Linked DNA regions of Ovis aries: region 1 is linked to region 2. Evidence: chromatin contacts called from public Hi-C data. All regions are on one chromosome and are shown on one strand. Each heading gives the region's core, a stretch centred on a gene start, on an enhancer-like site or on the middle of the called end of the contact. The rest is flanking DNA. Distances are from core to core; before and after follow the strand shown. Region 1 holds the start of FADD (Fas associated via death domain). Region 2 holds the start of LTO1 (LTO1 maturation factor of ABCE1).

Region 1 (7,384 bases), core at 88-2,587, 460 kb after region 2:
CTTGTGCACTGATGCTGCAAGCTCCGGGCAGGTGGGGCCTTCCACGCTTTGTTCCTGAATTGTCTCCAGGACCTACTCCATGGTACACAGTAGGCATCAAGAAACGCCAGTAAGCCTTCCACAATAACGACGATAACTTTAGAAATCACGTTTTTATCAAATTTTAAAAACTAAATAAAGCTCTTAAGTGTCTTTCCTGCACACAGATTTGCAGGGGTTACTAAAGGACATTCGTTGCTTAGTCGCTAAGTCCTGTCTGATTCTTTTGTGACCCCATGGACCGTGACGCCCCATCCTCTGTCCACGGGATTTCCCAGGCAAGCACTGGAGTCGGGTGCCATGTCCTTCTCCAGGGGATCTTCCTGTCCCAGGGATCGAACCCGCCTCTCCAACATTGGCAGGCCGATTCATTACCAGTGAGCCATCAGGGAAGCCCAAACGACATGCATTTTCACAAATGTTCATAAACTTGTTATTAAGAGCACCCGCAGCGCAACATTCCAAAGGAAACGGACGCTGACTGCGCTCTGGGTTTAGGGGTTCAGTTCAGTTCAGTCGCCCAGTCGTGTCCGACTCTTTGCGACCCCATGAATCGCAGCACGCCAGGCCTCCCTGTCCATCACCAACTCCCGGAGTTCACTCAGACTCACGTCCATCGAGTCAGTGATGCCATCCAGCCATCTCATCCTCTGTCGTCCCCTTCTCCTCCTGCCCCCAATCCCTCCCAGCATCAGTCTTTCCAATGAGTCAACACTTTGCATGAGGTGTCCAAAGTACTGGAGCTTCAGCTTTAGCATCATTCCTTCCAATGAACACCCAGGACTGATGTCCTTTAGGATGGACTGGTTGGATCTCCTTGCAGTCCAAGGGACTCTCAAGAGTCTTCTCCAACACCACAGTTCAAAAGCATCAATTCTTCGGCACTCAGCCTTCTTCACAGTCCAACTCTCACATCCATACATGACCACAGGAAAAACCATAGCCTTGACTAGACGGACCTTCGTCGGCAAAGTAATGTCTCTGCTTTTGAATATACTACCTAGGTTAGTCATAACTTTTCTTCCAAGGAGTAAGCGTCTTTTAATTTCATGGCTGCAGTCACCGTCTGCACTGATTGGGACCCGTAAAGCTGCCGGTCCTCACAGGGAGACCGTCGTCAGGGCGCACCGACAGAGATCTTCCGGGTCCCCGGTCAGGGGCGGTGCCTGGCGTCAGCAGGGAGCCTCCCGGGCGGAAATGGCTACGGTTCGGCTTGCAGCGCATGCGCGAGTCCCGGAAGTTACCACGAGAGGACCGGCCCGGCGGGATACTTCCGGCGACGGGCTATCGAGCTCCCCAAACTGCATTCGCCGCCACTAGGCTGAGGCGCGAAGGGTCCGTGAGGAGGCGCGGCCCAGCCCGCGGGGACTCCTGTCGCCATGGACCCGTTCCTGGTGCTGCTGCACTCGGTGTCGGTCGGACTGTCGAGCAGCGACCTGACCCAGCTCAAGTTCCTGTGCCGGAACCGCGTTAGCAAGAGGAAGCTGGAGCTCGCGCAGAGCGGCCTGGACCTCTTCACCGTCTTGCTCGAGCAGAACGAGCTGAGCGCCGAGCGCACCGCGCTGCTGCGCGAGCTGCTCGGCTCCCTGCGGCGCGAGGACCTCCTGTGCCTCCTGGACGACTTCGAACGGGGCGCGGAGGCCGGGGCGGCGCCGGAGGAGCGAGGTGGGGGCGAGGGCCGGGGGCCGGGGTGCGGGCGGGAGGCGTGCGGGCGAAGGACGGGGAGCGGGGGCCGGGCGCGGAGCGGCGCGGGAGGAGAGGGGCGAGGGGTGCCTGGGGACCCTGTGGGGGTTGGCGGGGTCAGCTGTCGATCTTCCAGGCGCCCAGCCTTTTCCGGGTTCGGTTTCCGTGGGTTTTCCCTAAACAGCCCCGAGAGACGGGAACGTGGCCGCTTTGCGGACAGGAGAACCAAAGCTCAGAGAAGTTAACTTAGCCTAAGTTGCGGAGCGTGGACAACCACCGCCCCCTGCCCCATCCAGCCTCAGTGCTTTCTTCTCCACCCCTCTCCCTCCAGGAAAGTTAGAAGTTATTGGACAGAAGAAGACGTTGCTGACCTCCCGGGCGGGACAGGGGTGAAAGGACTCCAGAAGAGCCTCAGCAGGAAGGGCGGGTTGATAGGGCGCTGCTTTTGTATAAGGGATTCTTCCTGGCTCTGCCATTCTGTGGCTGGCTGTGACCTCAGGAAGTGACTTGCACTTCCCTTCCCTGGGCCTCCACTTCCTGCTTTCTCCCAGTGGTCAGCAACACAGGTGCCCACCTCACGGGGCTGGAGGAGTTGGCATACAGGCTGACAGCGTATCAGGGGTTTGTGGTTGGAGATGAAGCTTTGCTTCCAAGAAGCATTTTGTCTAGTCTGATCTCAGGAGTGACTTCTCAGCAGATGAGGACATAGTAGCCAGGGACTGAAGCCTGGTGTCAGTCAGGGCATCTTCCAGAGCAGCAAGTGGGCTGTTTAGGGCTGCCATACAAATGACTGTGTCTCAGTGGCTTAAAGCAACAGAATCTGCTGCTCTTACCTTTCTTGGGCCAGTGGTCAGATCCAGGTGTCAGTAGGCCATGCTCCCTCTGAGAGCTCTAGGAGAGGGTCCTTCCTCCCTCTTCTGGTTTCTGGGGACTCCAGGCATTCCTTGGCTTGTGACCACACCCCTCCAGTCTCTGCCTCCACGGCACGTGGTCCTGTCAGTGGATTTAGGGCCCACTTGAATAATCTAAGATGATCCCCTCATCTCGAGATCCTCAGCTTACTCTCACATCTGCAAAGACCCTTTTCCAAGAAAGTTCCCATTCACAGTTCCAGAGATTTGACATGTGTGTACCTTCTAGGGCCCCCCATTCAACCCCGTTGCAGGTTGGGATAGAGGTGCAACTCTACTCAGGCCTGAGTGGGCGTCTCCATTACAAGACCCCCCCAACCAGTAAGTCTTCAGAGCAGGCTGCGCCTTGTGGGTAGTGTTTCACGGTGTGGCTGGCTGAGGCAGCATGGAGCTTTCCCTGGTCCTTCTGCTGCAGGGTGGCGTCCGCCTCTGTGGAAGGGCCTTTCGGGTCCCCAGCACCTGGGTCAGCACCAGGAGGCCCGTCAGCCAGTGTGCGGTTATCTGTTTTCTAAACAGCTCCCCAGACCGCAGGTTACCACTCTGCCCTTTTCCCCCACCAGACCTGCGGGCGGCGATGGAGATCATCTGTGATAACGTGGGGAAGGACTGGAAGAGGCTGGCTCGTCGCCTCAGAGTGTCTGAGATCAAGATTGAAGCCATCGAGGAGAAGTACCCCCGGAACCTGGTGGAGCAGGTGAGGGAGCTGCTGAGGGTCTGGAAGAACAGCGCTAGGGAGGACGCAGCTGTGTCATGCCTGGTGAGCGCGCTCCGGGGCTGCCAGCTAAACGTGGTGGCAGATCTCATTGAGGAGGACCAGTGGGCCCAGGCCCGCCAGAGAAGGAGTGCAAACCCCGGGTCCCTCATGGCCTGGGACTCGGGCTCCGCTGCCCCGGGAGCCTCCTGACGACCCAGCGACTCTTCCATGGGGACCGAGGGCAGCTGCACGGTCCTGACCACGTGCCATCCGTGCCAGCCCCGTGAAGACTCAGGGAGGCGGCTGTGGGCCCACACTCCTCTGTGCCAGCCGGGTGGGGGCCACTGTGTGTACCATCGTCCCCATTAAATAAGCTCCTCCGGGAGGGCGTGTGGTGCCGTGCCCGGTATGAAGTAGGGGTCTGTGAAACTTGGTGCTCCCAGACACGAGAGGATGCGCAGCATTGAAGAGCGAGGAGCTGGAGGTCGTTGTGCTGGGGGCGCTGGGCTCCGGAACCCACGCTTGGAACGCCTGGCTCGTTCTCCTGCCCCTGCACTTGCCAGAGGCTTGGAGACTGGCAGTGCAGACCATCTCCAGGGCGGGTGGCGGGGTGAGGCGCGCCCTCACGGGTCTGGGAGGCAGCCCAGGCTCTCAGTGCTCGGGGAGCGAGCCCCCTGCCATGGGGCCAGGCAGCAGGCGCTCGGCACATGCTGGTTGTCAGATGAATCATGACTCCAGTTCCACAATGGATTGCTAACAGTCACTTTTTCTGATAACAAAAGTAGTAAGAAGCTGAATCCTCGGATTCTGAGAAGCACCTTTTCTTCCTGCTTGAAGTCCTGTTGAAGCAGGTGCCTTTGCAAGAGACCTCCACCTGACGGTTTCCTCTTCCCACGGATGGTGAGCTCATTTTACGGGTTCTCAGAAGTCCCGCTGTAGCCAATTTCACTGTCCCTTGACGGTTATCGCAGGCCCAACCTGTAGGAGGGTGCCTGTGTTTCCTATCAGCTCCAGGGACCACTGCCAACGGGGGTGTTTACCGCAGTGGGCCATGATCTGCCAGAGGGCAGCCCTCACCTGCTGTGGGCCCTGCCTCCCTGCAGGAGGCATCAGAGAACCCCGCCGCGTACCTTCTAGCTGTGACCTTGGGAAAGCTCCTGACGTCATGCTGTGCCACCCTGACCTTGGGTTGCCAAGACAGCACTCGCCGCCCGGCTGTGGGCCCAGCCTTTGGCAGATCCTGACTGCGCCGGGCACTGCTGGGAGCTGAGCCCAGGCAGCAGACAAGACAGACATGGCCCTGCTCTGAAAGTCTGGCTGGAACACCGGCGTTAACCACGCGTCACAAGTTTGGGAGCTGAGCCCATTCAGCCCCAGAGCCATGGCCCAGCCCAGGGTGATGTGCTGAAGAGGCTTTGGGTCAGGGCGAGTCTGTGTGTAATAGTAACGTCACCACCACCAGTAAAGGCGGGGCTTGGCCAGTGGGTTGCCTTGGGAAATGGGTGTTCTGGGAAATGTGCCCACGTGTCTTGACCAGAGGCAGACTACGAGATGGTGCCCATCCCTCGTGGTTTATGGCAGATGCTACTACCAATGGGTGAGGATCCTGAGCATCCTGAGACCTGGCCTGCATCCCCATGTGGTCCTCACAGCGGGGAGGGACCACCCCTCCGTCACTCCAGGTGTTCTTACGGACATTTGGACATGTGCTTACAGCACTCAGAGCTTTCCATTGCTTGGGCCCGGCGCTGCCACTGGCTCACTCCGTGCTGCGTCCTCGAGGGTGAAGCACTGTCCCCCAGACACTGACATCTGGGATTGCCCTCCTGCCGTGGATGGTGAAGCAGTTGGAACAGCCTCAGCAAACCTGTCATGTGACCTAAGGTCGGGGCAGAGAGGCGCCTCCTCCAGGCACTGCTGTCAGCCTCCCTGGGGCCTGGAGGTGGCCTGCCCTGGCGCCTGAGGTCGGGGCAGAGAGGCGCCTCCTCCAGGCACTGCTGTCAGCCTCCCTGGGGCCTGGAGGTGGCCTGCCCTGGCGCCTGTGGGCCACTGGGGCAAAGCCACAGAGCCTGGTGGCAGGCGAACTTGCAGAGGACACTGCCTCCGAAGGTGGGCTGCAGGCCGATGGGAGCATCCAGGCGCTCCACCGTCAGCAGTCAGGAGGCTTCCACCGCAGCTGCCCTCCAGGCGCTGAGGTGAGACTGCACAGGCTGGCGGCATGAATGGACAGTGCAAGTGGACAGAGAAAGCAGCAGGGCCTGTCCGGGCCCCAGGGGTGGAAGGTACACAGCGTCAGAGGGCAGCTCTGGACAGTGCGGGCCCCGAGGGTGGAAGGTAGACAGCCAGCGTCAGAGGGCAGCTCTGGACAGTGCGGGCCGCAGGGGTGGAGGGTAGACAGCCAGCGTCAGAGGGCAGCTCTCTGGACAGTGCGGGCCCCAGGGGTGGAGGGTAGACAGCCAGCGTCAGAGGGCAGCTCTGGACAGTGTGGGCCCCAGGGGTAGAGGATAGACAGCCAGCGTCAGAGGGCAGCTCTCTGGACAGTGCGGGCCCCAGGGGTGGAGGGTAGACAGCCAGCGTCAGAGGGCAGCTCTCTGGACAGTGTGAGCCCCGGGGGTGGAAGGTAGCCAGCCAGCGTCAGGGCAGCTCTGGACAGTGAAGGCCCCGGAAGGTAGCCAGCGTCTGGACAGCGCGGTCTTCGTGTGTGCTGTCTGTGTCCCCGCTTCTGTGGTGTGGCTTTCAGGTGTCCACCAGATACGGCCCTGGGTGTCACAGAGACCATGGAGGCCACCAGGGGCTCTTCCCCTTGCGTCTCCACCACTCTCGGAAGAGGCCATTGGGTATATCGGAGGTGCTTGTCCGCGTCTGCAGTGCCATTCTCAGCTTGAAGACGAGCTGATGTCACCCAGCGCCCAGAGGGCTGTCCAGTGCTGTTCTGCTCTGCACGGCCCCTGACACCCGGCCTTGCTGTGCACAGAGGGCTCTTAGTTCCCCAGCCAGGGACCAAACTTGCGTCCCCTGCAGTGGAAGCACGGTCCCAGCCGCTGGACCGCCAAGGGAGTCCTGTCCTGGGTCTTCTCACTGCCCCTCCTGAGACAGACATGTTTGATCAGAACTGGGACCTGGGGGCCAGTCAGTGACACCCCACCCGACGGAGCTGTTGCAGTTTCAGCAAGGATTTCTGGCAGCTTCACAGAAAGTCAGTCTTCTGTGAAGTTTTTCCAATAAACGAACACAAAGCAGGCACACAAGGCGCAGGGTTGACTCGAAGGCGAAAGAAGTGCCTTTTGCTCTCAGTCCTCCCCTGAGGACGGAAAGAAGGGTCCCCGTGTGTGTGCTCTGCCGGAGATTTCCTGGCAGTGAAGGGGTGTTGAACAAGTGTCTGCTGAGATGAAGGGTCACCGTCTCCTGGCCCTGCAGGTTTCCCGGTTTCCTAGTCTGCCCTCCACCACGCCACCCCCAGCCTTGCTTCTGGGCGCACACAGCTGTTGGTGACCACCCAGGGTCCTCATGCCCTCCAGACTCTTCCCTTGGGGTAGGGGGTTGACAGTCCCTCATCCATCTTACTCTCCCCACTAGCTCCCACCTGCTCCCCTTCCTCCTTGGCAGCCCCACAGGCACCCCGAAACGGCACTGTGGAGCGGAGGCCCCCAGCCCCCCTCCCTGGCCCCTCCCCGTCCCTTTCTCAAGGTCCCGGGCTGACCCTGCCGTTCGAGGGGGCAGGTCACAGGTTCCAGGCACCACAGGGCCAGCCTGCCCACCACAGACCTTAGACTTGGCACCACAGTTCAGTGGGCCGCCCTCAGGCCCCACCCAGGCCCCTTCCCTGGGGCGTGCGCTCCCATGTAACAGCAGCGGCTCCCTGGACACGACCTCCAGAGCCTCGCCGCTCTCAGGACAGCCCCGGCCCAGCCCTCCCAAAGACCCCGCTCTGTATTCTGAGAAACCGCAGGCTCTCCACACGTTTCTCAGTTGTGTATTTTTATTTCCACGGTAACTGAGTCATCCTGCTGGCTGCTTCCTAACCACAGGGTTTCTGTGCCCATTGCACTTTGGAACC
Region 2 (7,059 bases), core at 1,218-3,717:
CTGCCCACCCAGGCCACCCACACAGGGTTAGGAGGACGCTTGGGCGGCTCTAAGGAGAAGTCCACATGCAGAAGATGCGGAGGGAGCAAGCCATCTGAGAAGTACCTCTTCTGGCCCCAGGCAAGCCTTCGAGTGGCTGACTTTTAACTCCAGCATCAAGAGGCCCTGAGCCAGAACCACCCGGCTCAACTGCTCCTGGACCACGGACCCCCAGGACCTCTGCGAGATAAGTAACACTGGTTGTCTTTAAGGCCACGTGCCTTGTACTGATTTCGTTTTGAAGCCACAGATGCCTAATACAGTTCCAGTGGTCTCAGACTTCGCTGTTTACAGCCAATCACCTGTAAGTGAGGGCCCATCCAGGACAAAAGGCAGGAGAAAAGGAAAACCGGGGAGTTTACGGGATTCCTGTGTAAATATCCACGGCACGCTCTCACACGACACCGGGGTGCTCACTCTCTGCAAGAGGACTCGGCACCACGACACTCGACATCCACTGAGGTGACGAGGGGCTTGTTTTTCCTCCAGCCCATCCACCTGCGTCATCGCCACACAGCCATAGGCTCTGCAGGCTCTGCCCTAGGAATACGCCTCCATCCACAGTCTATCTAGCCTACTGCCACTTTAAGAGGCCTGAAATTGTGGCTTGATCATACTGACCGTCAAGGTAAACTGTCAACAGTAAAAGAACAGGACTCCTTTCTAGGTGGTGGTGGGGCAGGGGGAGGTCCCCACTCACTTCAGATCCGACTTTAGCTCCATGGAGCGTGCCGTGCCGTCTCCCTTCGATCATACCCAAACTGCTTCCTTCTTCATAGCCTTCCCGGTACCCTTCCCCGTGAAACCTGCAACGGAGAAGCAGCAAGTCTGAGTGAATAAACAGGAGAAAGACGATTCTTCCTGGAAAAACTCATTCCTCCACGTGACCCAGACCTAGACCCAGACTGCAAGACGAGACCTAGCAGCATTAAAGAAAAATAAGAGAACCTAAACCATAAAACTTAGGTCCAACGTCAGCTCCACCCCTCCCCGAGCCTCTGCTGTGGCAAGTCGCTGTACTTCTTGAAGCCAAACTCAGCGCTTCTACAATGAGAAAGCTGGGCTAAATCAGGGATTCCCAAACCGGGGAGAATACTGGAAACACACAGGAAAATCCCAAAGATACAAATTCAGGAGCCTTGCCCTTATCTCACTAAAGTTCAGGAATCCGCTTTTTGAAATTTCCCCAGTGACTTAGTCAGCAGCCCCAGTTCTGTGAGTCTGTAAGCTAGACTGTTTGGGCAAGAGCTTCAAAACAGACAAACGAAACTCTGCCGTCTGCACCAGGCTTTTCCATTACACCTCAGGAGCCAGGCAAGGAGAAGCGCCATCTGCTGCTGCTGCTGCTAAGTCGCTTCAGTCGTGTCCGACTCTGTGTGACCCCACAGACGGCAGCCCACCAGGCTCCCCCGTCCCTGGGATTCTCCAGGCAACAACACTGGCTGCAAAGTGTACCATGACGGCAGGGCCTGTGGTAGAATAAAGGCTCTGACTTACAGGGGCCGGCAGCGGAACTGTCACAACCCACGGGCCACCGAAGTGAAAGGGGCTGGCTGGAGCACCCGGCGAGACCAACTGCGTCATTCCCACTTATACTGGCTCCCGCCCCCGGAGCGACCTTGCCTCCCCATCTCAAAGACGGGATCTAGTCCACAAGTTGGGATAAAACAGATAACGGGGGTACAAGGCTTAGTTCAGCCTGCAGCTCACAGCAAGTTCCAAATGAACTGTCAGCGACTGATCGCTTCCTGCTCCCTCTTTCTCAGGGACGTCTATCGATGTCTCAAGCGGGCTGGGCACTGGAAGAAAGCCATCAAAGCAGCCAAGAGCTTCACCACCCCCACCCGCCGCCACCCCTGCCTTGCCACAGCCCCTAGGCGCTGCCCAGGGGCTCAGGAGGGAAAAGGATGACGCCTGACACCTTGATGAGCCTGTCCGTGAATGCGGCCGTCTGTCCTATTACTGAGGAACGAGAAAGAGGTGGGCAGCGCCCAGATGGCAGAGGTCCGCGCCACCCGAGGACGGGGCGTCCCTGGAGGGAGGCAGTCACCAGGCCGAGCAGATGCATGGGGGCAGCCCCAGAGGAGGGAGGCGGGTCCTGAGGAGCAGCTGGGCGCCTGGCGCTCGCCCGAGAAGGGGAAGTAACAGCATCCTGGGCCCTCCCGCGCCGGATGCCCCCAGGGCCCCAGTGCGCTCCCCCAGGGCCGCAGCCCAAGGCTGAGAGCCGACACGCGAGGGCTGGGGGCCCCGACCCACCCACCTCTCATCTGCCATCACGACAGCGTCGAACATGTCCTGATCCCCGGCCATGGCGGCCACCGACCAGCCTCCGCCCGTCGGGCTCCGCCGCCCCGCGATGGAGCCGCGGACACGCGAGGCCACAACTCACGGAAACCCCGGCCACTCGCGACGCCAAGTTCACTTCCGGCGGCGACCGCGCGGGGCAGGCCGGGTAACGACGGCACGCCGGAGGGCTCAGCACTCGCCGGGGCGCTCAGCACTCGCCGGGGCAGGCCCAGGGCGCTTGCGCGGCGGCGGCGGCGCTGGGCGGGGCTAGGCCGGGACGCGGCCCCTCCCCGAGGCCCCTTGCCCCGCCCCCCGGCTCGGGCCGCCAGCCTGTTGGTCGGTCCCCACCTGGAGCATCCACTTGGCCACGCGGGGCTGACCCATGATCTCACTTTCCCAAAACCAGGCAGAGGCCACCGAACTGCCAACAGCGGCTCAGAAAGGACCAGGGAAAGAAACTTGGAAAATTTATCAAAGAACCAAACGCCTCCCGGAGCTCTGGGCCCTTGGGGTTTGGGGGAAAAATGTCCCAGGAAACGCAATTCGCGGAGTGGGGACAGTACCCAGACAAGAGTGGCCGGGTCCCCCGCCGACCCCGACCCACAGCCAGGGGCCACCTTCCAGGACCAAGTCAGACTTGAGACGCCCCACCTAAAAGGCCACTGAATCCGCGATAACAGTATTCCAGGGCATTTGGGCTTTTGTTCGAGAAACAACGCAGGGCTGACCCGACGCCCCGGGAATCTGAAACAGCAGTGGGTGACAGGAACAGCCGAGGTCCTCTTAACACTCAATGAGTAACTGTTGGCATCCGTTCTTAAAACTTTAGAGTTCTTTGAAAACTGTCAATAAAAGTGTTTGTGTTTTTATTCTTGCGGTTGTTTTTAAAGCAAAAGCAGAAAGGGGAAGTGTTGGTCGCTCAGTCGTGTTTGATTCTTTGCCACCCCATGGACCATAGACTGCCAGGCTCCTCTGTCCATGGGATTCTCCAGGGCAAGCATATTGGAGTGGGTTGGTATTCCCTTCTCCAGGGGAATCTTCCCAATCTAGGGACCGAACCCAGATCTCCTGCATTGCCGGCAGGTTCTTGACCATCTGAGCCAGGAGGGAAGCCCCAGTAAAAGTAGTGAGTGAAAGTGGCTCAGTCACGTCCGACTCTGTGCAACCCCACTGACGACACAGACCATGGCGTTCTTCAGGCCAGAATACTGGAGACGATCAACTCAGGGATCGAACCCCCATCTCCCACTTTGCAGGTGGATTCTTTACCAGCTGAGCCACAAGTAAAAGTAGACCTATTCATAATTCAGGCAGAGAGTCAAGAATCAGCACAAAAGGATTTGTAATTAACAACCCCCAGAGCCCTCTGTCCAGCTGAAGGCATCCCCCCTTAAAAAAAAAAAAAAAAGCTTCTAGTGTTAGTCCTCCCATTTGTCATTTCCATGGCAGGTACTTCCTGGACACGATTTTTAAAAGGTATGTCAAACTGTCAGCCACAGTGGAACATAGATATGAATTACCAAAAGTTTTCCTGTTAAAATCAGGAGTAAAGCGAGAATGCTTTGAACACATCCAGTAGACCTAATCAATGCAATAAAATTGAGCAAGAAGTCTTAACTATCTTTGGGGAAAAAAGAAAACAAAGTGCCATTATATGTAGGTGCGGTGGTCCATCTAAAAATTCCAAAATAAGCACTTAAGACCCTCTCAGAATTTGTAATACAGTTCAGTAAGTACCTATGCAGTTGAATCGCCAAAAAAATCACTTGCTTTTCGTTATTCGAACAATGATTAGTAGTGGTCTGAGCAGGGATACTCAGGGAAATCCACTTCACCATGGTCACAATAGTTTCTTAGAAATAAGGTTGAGCAGAACCTATACAAGAATAACTACCGCCCCGCCCAAGACAGGAAGACATGCAACCCCAGTTTCCACAGGATCTGGGGGAAATGTGTCAAACTCTAAATTCTATCTGGGAACTCCTCTGGTGATCCAGCAGTTAAGAATCCACCTTCCAGTGCAGAGGATACAGGTTCCATCCATGGTCAGGGAAGCAAAATCCCATATGCTATGGAGCAACTAAACCCTTGAGCCACAATAAAGACCCAGTGCAGCCAAAGCAATAGAAAATTAAAATAATAAATAAATTTCATCAGGATGAATAAGTTGGTAAGAATAACTAAGATGCTTTTGAAAGAGACAATGATATAGAGGACTTGCTATACCAGATGTGTAAAAAGAAAGTCTCCATAAAAATATGGCTTCCCGTGTGGCTCGGTGGTAAAGAACCCATCTGCCAATGCAGGAGACGTGGGTTCTGTCCCTGAGTCAGGAAGATCCCCTGGAGAAGGAAATGGCAACTCACTCCAGTATTCTTGCCTGGGAAATCAGTCCCATGGACAGAGGGGCCTGGAGGGCTACAGTCCATAGGGTTGCAAAGAGCCAGGCACAACTCAGTGACTGAACAAGAGTATCCAGAATAATACTGTAGCATGTTTGTTCAGAAATAGCCAGACGGATGAAATAGGGATGGAATGGCCTGGAAGGGGACTCGGGAAATGTAAAACCTTCCCACAGGATAAAAAGCACCATGAATTAATGGGGGAAAGGGATATTCATCAATCACTAAAATGGGAAAACTTGTTGTCTGGGAAAAGTCAAGTTCCATGTATTGTTATGCCCAAGTCGTAAAATCTCCCAAAGACCACCAGGGAGCCGATATCCGATGCAAAAGCAAGAGAGTTTTTATTACCAAGCTCGAGCTGGGGCTCCCACTGATACCAACGCAGCAGCTATAGGGACGAGCCCTGAGCTCTGGGTTTCATTGTTTATACAAGGTATTCTCGCGCGAAAAATTTGAAAACCGGGAGTTTTAGGGTTGGGAGACGCCTAACTGGTTACCTTCTGTGGAAGGGTTGGGTGTTGGGTTCTGATTGGTTCCCGTTTCCCCGGGCTGGCCAAGGGTTCTGATTGGTCCCAGGGTGGTGAGGTGAGGTTAAGGAATTTCCAAAAAGCTCTTTTCCGGGAATTTTTACAAAATGGAGTCTTCTTTCACAAAATGGAGTAGCTTAGGTTCTTCAGTATCTCTCATGTACTCAGTCACTCAGCCCTGTCTGATTCTTTGTGACTCCATAGACTGTAGCCCGCTAGGCTCCTCTGTCCATGAATTTCCCAAGCAAGACTGTTGGAATGGGTTGCCATTTCCTTCTCCAGAGAATCTTCCCAACCCACGGATCAAACTGGTATCTCTTGTGTCTCCTGCGTCTTCTGTGTTGGCAGGTGGAGTCTTTATCAGTATGCCATCCGGAAAGCCTTTATATCTCATACCATTCATTAAAATAGTTCTAAATGAATTAAAGCCTTTTTTTTTATTTTAAGAAAAAAGCAAGACATTAAAAATGTAGGTGGAACATTCAGGTAAGTATGGAGATTCGTTTTTACTACGTGAAAAGGCACAGGGGAAATCACAAAGGGAAAATCAATGCAAATTTATGCAAGTCCAAGCTAGGCAATAGGACTTCCCAGGTGGCTCAGGAGTAAAGAATCTACCTGCCATACCGAAGGGGCAGGAGACATGGGTTTGATCACTGGGTGGGGAAGGTCCGCTGGAGAAGGGCATGGCAACTGCTCTAGTGTTCTTACCTGGAGAATCCCATGGACAGAGGAGCCTATAATCCACAGGGTCGCACAGAGTCGGGCGCGACTGAAGAGCCTGAGCACACACATGCAAACGTGGTAATGAACCAAATGAAAAACCGAAGAATAATCTGGGGAAACACTGGTCATAAATATTATAACCAAAGGAGCAATTGTTCTGGTTTATGAAGAATCTATTAAAATGGATAAGAAGTTAATGCATCTTAACAGGGCAAAGCATGGTCCAAGGACTTGAGTATACAATTCACAGAAAAGAAAAATACAGTTTGCTGGCAAACAAAAGTATAGCAAAGACAGACGTACTAGTAGTAAAAAAAAAAAAAAAAAAGGATCAAAAGAATAAGCCTCATTTTTTACCTTTTCAAAATGGAAAAAAGAATCATCATTTTTAGAAGGAAAATACTCTCAATGCCCACAGATGCCTAAGTTAAAGCTACCTTTTGGTGTAGCAGTTCAAAAAGATAAGAAGGACATTTTAAATGTTTTTACACTTCTACCTAGCAATTTCCTGTCTAGGACTTCAGCTCAAGGAAATAAACAGAGAAAAGTGAAAATTTTTTGTACAATGATGTTCAATGCAGTATTATAGCATGAGCTACAAAAGCCAGAAAGAGAAAGCAGCTTATGATGACAAGGTGAGGAGGAAGGTACATATATGGTAGGATGTTTGCAGTGAAGACTTTTAAGCGCCTGCCAAAAATAGTATTTGAAATAAGAGTAATGTCACAGAGAAGGCTCCTGATGTTTAAAGAAAAAGAGAAAAGAAAAAGCCAGTACACCTAAAACGTGATGTGGCAAATCAATGATACCTAAATAAAAAAATACAAATAAAAAAATAGAAACGAAGGGTAAAAAATAAAGAAAAAGGTCTACATATACTCTGATACCAATGACATTAAATAACTCTGCTTTTAAAAAACTAAAGTAAGTATACCCAAATGTTAACAGTGATTATATCTAGATTTTGGAATTACAGTAATTTTAAATTTCCTCTTTTATATTTTTTTCTGAATATTCCATGTTCACACAGTGAACATGAGTGACTTAAATAAAAAGTCCAACAAAAATATCTTTGT

The links. A called contact is a pair of places that touch in the nucleus more often than the background predicts.
Region 1: a contact with region 2 is called in a Hi-C map of hypothalamus, with 3 times the contacts expected there. The contact joins the promoter of FADD here to the promoter of LTO1 in region 2. A contact is called at or near these places in 6 of 16 Hi-C or Micro-C datasets (blood, hypothalamus, muscle and 3 more).

Annotation. Positions count from the first base shown.
Region 1 is chr21:43,771,919-43,779,302 of ARS-UI_Ramb_v3.0, forward strand. FADD (Fas associated via death domain) reads left to right here and starts at 1,338. Exons shown (of 3, transcript XR_006057529.1): 1 at 1,338-1,704; 2 at 3,194-4,227; 3 at 4,431-7,384. It overlaps LOC121817559 (a long non-coding RNA gene), which reads right to left and starts at 1,190. Exons shown (of 2, transcript XR_009597859.1): 1 at 1-1,190.
Region 2 is chr21:43,307,730-43,314,788 of ARS-UI_Ramb_v3.0, forward strand. LTO1 (LTO1 maturation factor of ABCE1) reads right to left here and starts at 2,468. Exons shown (of 5, transcript XM_004019731.6): 1 at 2,300-2,468; 2 at 740-845. The coding sequence starts at 2,349. LOC132658381 (a long non-coding RNA gene) reads right to left here and starts at 1,954. Exons shown (of 2, transcript XR_009597960.1): 1 at 1,750-1,954; 2 at 1,215-1,508.